2 separate regions of the Mus musculus genome follow, and region 2 is linked to region 1. The links are chromatin contacts, called in public HiChIP or PLAC-seq maps. All regions are on one chromosome and are shown on one strand. The core of a region is the stretch at or near the end of the contact, and the rest is flanking DNA. Distances in the headings are between cores, read along the strand shown.

The links. HiChIP or PLAC-seq counts read pairs in DNA pulled down with a chosen protein or histone mark.
Region 2: an H3K4me3 HiChIP or PLAC-seq map of bone marrow-derived macrophages shows a contact between it and region 1, with 2.5 times the contacts expected there. The contact joins two enhancer-like sites. A contact is called at or near these places in 19 of 39 promoter capture datasets (the 3T3-L1 cell line, 3T3-L1-derived adipocytes, the C10 cell line and 11 more), 4 of 15 datasets of contacts at CTCF or cohesin (CD8 T cells, the NIH/3T3 cell line, large pre-B cells and 1 more), 106 of 484 Hi-C or Micro-C datasets (the AML12 cell line, B cells, the BV-2 cell line and 70 more), 39 of 115 datasets of contacts at active chromatin or transcription factors (CD4 T cells, CD4 single positive thymocytes, the HPC-7 cell line and 25 more) and 1 of 9 other capture datasets (embryonic stem cells).

The regions. Positions count from the first base shown.
Region 1 is chr13:48,544,135-48,547,568 of GRCm38.p6, forward strand. No RefSeq gene overlaps it. Among named protein-coding and RNA genes, the nearest start is that of Mirlet7a-1, 7.6 kb to the left of the region's middle. Within about 2 kb of position 1,782, at least 414 of the 459 cell types and tissues checked have an H3K27ac peak or open chromatin away from gene starts, as enhancers often do. A contact at or near this core is called in bone marrow-derived macrophages, where this site is marked.
Region 2 is chr13:48,643,348-48,646,721 of GRCm38.p6, forward strand. No RefSeq gene overlaps it. Among named protein-coding and RNA genes, the nearest start is that of Gm36606, 18 kb to the right of the region's middle. Within about 2 kb of position 1,869, at least 3 of the 459 cell types and tissues checked have an H3K27ac peak or open chromatin away from gene starts, as enhancers often do. A contact at or near this core is called in bone marrow-derived macrophages, where this site is marked.

The DNA of each region.
Region 1 (3,434 bases), core at 532-3,031:
GATGCTAAGTGCCTTCAACCACTTATCTATCTGCACAATTGTCACCAACTCACACTGGTTCTGTAACATTAGTTACTGAAATAAAAGGAACTTGATATTTAGGATGCTATTCTCTAAACCAATTAGTTTCCTTAGTTCTGGAGGAGGTTTACTAGGGACATTTCCCAGGACCCTCAAGAAATCTAAATGAGACTTACTAACATTAAATTATTATGAGCATTTATTTTATTAGTACTGGAAACTCAACCCACCAATTCAGGCATGTCTGACAAGCTTTCTATCACTGAGCAACAACTCCAGCAGGACCATTTGTTTTAATACTTCACTCTGTGAACTGAAGTACTTTTTTTTGTTGTTTGTTTGTTTTTGAAACAGGTTTTATCTGTGCAGTCCTGGCTGTCCTGGAACTTGCTCTGTAGATCAGGCTGCCCTCAAAACTCTTGAGATCCACCTGCCTCTGCCTCCTGAGTGCTGGGATTAAACTTGTGTGCCAACACCTTCTTTATAGCCACATGTTTTGCATTCCTCTACCTTTCCAGCTTGAAAAATTACTAAGTCTCAAATCAGCACAACTTCAATTTATAGTGGGGGAGGGCACAGCTTGCTTCAAGTCTACAAAACTATCAATTTCTACAATAAAATTACCCATAGGGTAAAATGCACGCCCCATCTACACAATTTTGATAACACTTTTTAGACCCGACTTAATTTGGAAGATTTCTATTCTCTAATTAAAGTTCTTACATTTCCAACTAGTATTTTTGTTACACTAACAATTTCAAATTTCCCAAATATTACTGCTTCAACTGACAGAACCTAATGAAAGGCCAGAATGCTGAAAAATCTGTATTAAACTAACTTTTCTTTTTTTGGCTTTTTTCGAGACAGGGTTTCTCTGTGTAGCCCTGGCTGTCCTGATACTCACTTTGTAGACCAGGCTAGCCTAGAACTCAGATATCCGCCTGCCTCTGCCTCCCAAGTGCTGGGATTAAAGGCGTGCCCGGCTAAACTAACTTTTCTTATAAAAAGATTGTTTACTTGTTCAATTTTCTTCACAAGATTATCAGGCAATCAAAAACAAGAACACTAATGTTTTAAACTTCAAAAACAGGTTGCCAATATTTTTCAACAGTTAAAAAAGCAATCTGTCATCGTCTTCCATTTTAACTAAGTTTCTAAAGTTTTTCTCCGCCCCCCCTTGTCCTTTCATAATTATCCTTTTAACACAAAAAGTTGAAAACTACAACACAGACGATCACTTCTGACACAGACCCTGCACTAACAAGCGGGATCACCGAAGGGCAGTCCTGGCCAAGGGCATAAAGGTTACCACCCTGCCTCCGCTAAAGAGCGCGCCGAGAGATAAGTTTTCTTAGCCGGCCTCCGAGAGGCCACCCGCTTCCAAGAGTTTGCAGCCTCCCCAGTCAAAAGGCCAGTCTCGTTTCCGGTGCCACCGAGCTGCAAATCTCCTACCCCATCCCCTGGGATACAGTTTCCTCCCGCTCTCGCGCTCCCCTCCCCCTGGCCAAGGACGGGCAGCCGCAGCGATCCTCCAGCCCCAGCAGCTGCTCCAGGCCCTCAGGCCGCAGTTGGCCGAGCGGAGCAGGGGCAAGCAGCCAGCGTTGGCTCTCCGTTCCCTCCCTGCCAGCGCCTTCCCGCCCCGCCCCGTCCCTCCCCGCCCCCCGCACTTCCTACCTTCCTCCATCCCACCCCCCCCAACCAAAGCCAAGGTCTCCCCGGCCCACAAACCTGACGGCGGAAGTGACGTCATAGAGGCCCGGCTACGTCCGCAGCCAGTCACGCCACAGCGGGGAGGTAGCCCCGACCAACCGGCGCGAGCCAGAGGGCGGGACTTCCGTCCGCCGCAAGTTTGATTGAAGCGGCGGGGGAGGGGCGAGGTGAGGAATGTGAAGAATGACCCCCCTCCCCCGCCCGGTCGCCGAGGAGCTGGGCGGGAAGCGGAGGGGGCTGGGGCAGGCCAGCGGCCACGCGGCACCCCTCCCCCGCCCGAGCCCCAAGGCCCACGGCATCCGTGGGCCACCGGCCCCGGGGCCACCCGCCTGCCCGAGGCGCCCAGGCCATCCCACGGGTCCCAGGGTGCGGCGCGGCAGCCCCCAAGTCTTCCCTCCTGGTCGCCCGCTGCCGCCGCCGCTGAGTCTGGAGGAGGGAAAAATGGCGACGTCCCCGCGCTCGCCTTCACGCCCGCAGTACCCACCTCAAGCTCGCGGATAAAGGCGTCCCGCTGCCGCCACGGGAAATGGTCTGGCTTTCCCCCCACCGTGGCCCTCCACCGCCGCGCCCGGGAGAGAGCAGCGCGCGAGAACCCGGATGGAAGCGCGGGCGGGCGGGCGCCGCCTCGGCGGCCTGAGGGAAGGCTACGCGCGCGCCGGGAATCCGAGGCGGGGGCGGGAGCTGCGGGCAGCGCGCATTCCTATTGGCGGACGCTGTTGACGGACGTGTGCCTCGCCCTCTCGCCTTAGCCGGTCGGGGCTCACCCGGACCCCCACTGGAGGGTGACGGCTGAGCCCGCCCCCGCCGCGGAGAAGGCGGGTCTGGCCCGCCCACCGTGACAGGCTCCTCTTTCCCTACTGGAGGACCGGGAGAATAGCGAGGACCGTCCTCTGAGTCCCGCCCTCCGCGGTGATGGACAAGTCGTGTCACGTGGCCTCCGTCCGCTCTGCCGGCTGCGAGGCGGGAGGTGCTAGAGTTTTCGGGGCGGTTTTCACGTGTACCCAAGATGTTGGATTCACTCAGTCTTCCCTCTCGGGGGCTCCGGGGCTCGACGCCAAGGCCACTCCATACCTCACTTCACCCATCTGTCACATAAGGAGTTAGGTCTCCTATGGTGTATCTTTTATCTCTTTTATTTTTTTTTTCTTTCCCATGTATTGAAATTTTTGTGCTAAAACTTTTTCAAAGCAATCTTTACGAATTCTTTTTTTTTAAATCAATGCAAAAGCATTTCTTCATTCTTACTGGAACTTTCCATGCACTAGGAGACCTCTCTGCTCTTTGGTGGGTGGGTTGGGGTACTATTTAATGATAGTAGGTTTGCACGGTTTAAAAAAGAGAGTCAAGAGAGTCAAGCATCAACAAAACCCTATGAACATTCATCTGCAATCCATCCAGGGGAAAAAGGCACTGTACACGTCAGCAAAGTGCTTATATTATAAACTCCAACTATAAGCCATCCTAACATTCTCTGTCCAAAGCAAATGACAAGAGAGTTTAGAAGATGGGAGAGTTTGGGACTAAAGTGAACAAGTGAACAAAAAGAAGAGGAGGGTGGTGAACCTTGTGGGATAGGTAGGATATGGGGAGGAAGAGCTTCAACCTTCAGGATATACTGTGAGAAAGAGGATTATAAACCACACGATGTCATCAACTCTTCATACAAAGCTGGACTCCTCACAGTAGGTTTTCCTTCGTAGGCA
Region 2 (3,374 bases), core at 619-3,118, 99 kb after region 1:
TCTATTTCGACGGTAAAAATGCAAACTTTATGACAAAGCACATCTGAGAAGAAGGGGTTTGTTTCAGCTCCCTGTTTCGGGTTATACTGCATGGTTGCAGGCACTCAAGGCAGAAACACAAATCAACTAGTCATATCCAGTCAGGGGCAAAAAGAAACAAAAGCATGCATGCTTAGATTTCAACTAGCTATCTCTAGCTATCTAGATTTCTCTAGCTATCTCAGTCCAGACCCCCAAACCCAGGAACGATGCTATCCATTTTCAGGCTGGGTCTTCACTAAGGCAATCAAGACAATCCCCCACAGACATGCCCAGGGGCCTGATCTCCCAGTGAGGATCTCTTCCCAAGTGATTCTAGGTGCTGGCAAGTTGGCAATTAAAACTAGCCATCACAGCCAGGTGGTGGTAGCACACACCTTTAATTCCAGCACTCAGGAGGTAGAGACAGACAGATCTCTGAGTTCAAGGGCTGGTCTACAGAGTGAGTTCCAGGACAGCCAGGGCTACATAGAGAAACCCTGCCTTGGAAAACAAACAAAAAAGTATCACAACTGCTAATGCTGTATAAGAAGCCAGTCTGGTAGCCTTGGAAGGTGAAGTTGCTTAAACAAGTGACTGAGGCTTCATCAACACCAACTGCCGTTCTGCTGTCTTCTCCCCCTCAGTATAAGCCTTTGGGTCTTTCATTACTGCTCCTTACAATTGAGTTACCGAGGGAGAATTAGAGCCTGTTTGGCTTTACTGTTCATAAGTGAATAGCTACAGCACTATAGCCCCCATTCTAACTGACCGTAAAAGACAGCCATAAAAATCTCATAGTAGGCTGGGTGGTCAGGCACTTGGAAGGAACCGGACTGGAGGGCTGCTGGTAGCTAAAATGATGGAGTAGTATGGAGACAGGCTACTCTGAGTTGCCACAGAATTCAAAGGTCTGTGTCTGTGCTCTGTGAATGACTACAAAGGATAGTCACCACAGAGGAGGCTCTGCATCAAGGTGTCCTACAGCCCCTTTCCCAGGCCACTTCAGTGTTGATCCAATAGATGTATAAACAAAGTTGCCATGGTGACATCATGGTGCCATGATGGGCTCAGAAACTTAGACTTCCTTTGGCCAAGTCTAATATGGTAAGTGCGCCTATTGAGCACTTAATCTTCCAACAGAAAAGGAAAAGAAGAGGAGGAAGAGGAGGAGGGAGAGGAGGAGGGAGAAGCAATCTACCAACATTGATCCCTGATCATTGATCCCTACAATGTTGCCACAGAAACAGTTCTGCTAATTGAAAAATGGAATGGTTTGCTGAATGCATTGGGTTTTTCCAGACAGAGTTTCTCTGTGTAGCTTTGACTGTCCTTGAACTAGCTCTGTAGACCAGGCTGGCCTCGAACTCACAGAGATCTGACTGCCTCTGCCTCCTGAGTCCTGGGATTAAAGGTGTGCACCACCACCTCTCCTGAGCCAAAGCAAAGGTTTTTATTTCAGTGACAATGTATCATTATTTTCCTTTATGATAGACTATTTTAAATGACCTGAAGAAACCATCAAAGAAATCTAACCCAAACTCAGATTTTTTTTTCCTTTGCTTCCTTCCAGCCCATGGCTTGGGACACAAAGCTGTATTAGAACTCTATGTGATTTTTGTAAGCCAGGCACGTGTGGGACACAACCACATTGGTTAAGTGTGCAGTATTGTTAGCTGTTCTAGTGCTTTGGAGTCTGAGCTGAGTACCTCTGATAGAGTACTGAGTACCTCCAACAGAGTTGTTTTGGCCTGCAAAGCATAAAACGCTTACAGAGCATATGTCCCTCCAGCTCGGGAGATTGTTCCTGTTTCTAGCTCTTGCATATGGAATGACTTACTGGCAAGAACTCCCTTCCCCTCATTGAGTCACTATGTGTACTACTGTGTTCTGCTGATTTCATAGGTCTGTCCCTATGCTAACCCACACTTGCTACTATAGGGATTTCGTTTTTTCAGACAAGGTCTAATTATGCAGCCCAGAAGTTGCTATGTAGACCAAGCTGTTGTCAAAATCATAGAGATCAGCCTGCCTCTGCCTCCTGAGTGCTGGAATCAATCGCCTGCACTACCAAGCCCAGCTACTATTAGGACTATAAGACAACTCTTAAATTAAGTAAAACTTGTTTCTTCAAAATAGTTTTTCCTATTTTTGCCTCACTATAAACAATAGAATCAGCTTTCAACTTTCTACCTAAAGCCTGCTGAGATTTTTGTTGTTGTTGTTGTTGTTGTTTTTGGTTTTGGTTTTTTGAGACAGGGTTTCTCTGTATAACCCTGGCTGTCCTGGAACTCACTTTGTAGACCAGGCTGGCCTCGAACTCAGAAATCCGCCTGCCTCTGCCTCCTGAGTGCTGGGATTAAAGGCGTGTGCCACCACGCCCAGCTGAGATTCTTATTTGAAGGAAACCAATGACACTCCACTAACACCATTATAATAGACAAAATACTGGAGGCTGGTTGTAAGCAAAGGCCAGAATTCACTTGCCACAGTTCCAGAGGCTGGAAGCCCAGGATCAAGGACTTGCTGGACGAGGTGCTTAGCAAGGCTACTCGCTTGCTTCCAAGATCAAACCTTGAGTGCCCTGTCCTCTGGAGGACAGGGGACAGGAGAGCTAAAGACAACCAAGGTAGAGGAAAACCCAGCTTCTCTCAGGGCCTCTTATTAGGAGTCTGCTCGTGACTTCATCAGCCCCTACAGCGCATCCACACACACAATACTGTCCAGTTGACCACTATGTGTTGTGTAGGAACCCTGGGAGTGCACACAGGCTACAGCAAGGCTTTGGATTTATGACCCCACCAGATGGCTTCATTTATTTACAGTCTGTAGGTTTTCTCTCAGCAAAGTTTTAGCATTCTGAATGCAGGTCTGCGTGTATTTTGTTAAATTTACCCCTAAATACTGCATATTTTTACTGCTATTATAAACCAGCTCTGTTTCGTCTTTTAGATTTTTTTTTATTGCTAGCTATTAAAGATGATTTATTTCTATTGAGTCTGTTCTGAAATCACCAATTAACCTCATTTATCAATTCAGGGAAATACTTTGTCAATTGTGAGTTTTCTCTGTCTGTGAATAAAATGTTTTCGCTTAATTCTTTGTATTCTATATGTCTCTCACTCGCTTTTCTTTTAAAAATTGTAGTTGTTTTTATATGTATCGGTGTTTCGGCTGCATGCGTGTCTGTGTGCCACACGATGCCTGGTACCACAGAGACCAAAAGAATCAGAGTCTGGAACGGGGGCTGCAGACACTTTTACTCTTTTGTCTGGAACTTCCACTGCCATTCAAATTCAAATGCAAAAGGCAGATACTGACATGTGTCTGATCTTCGCAAGGAAGTATTTAATCTA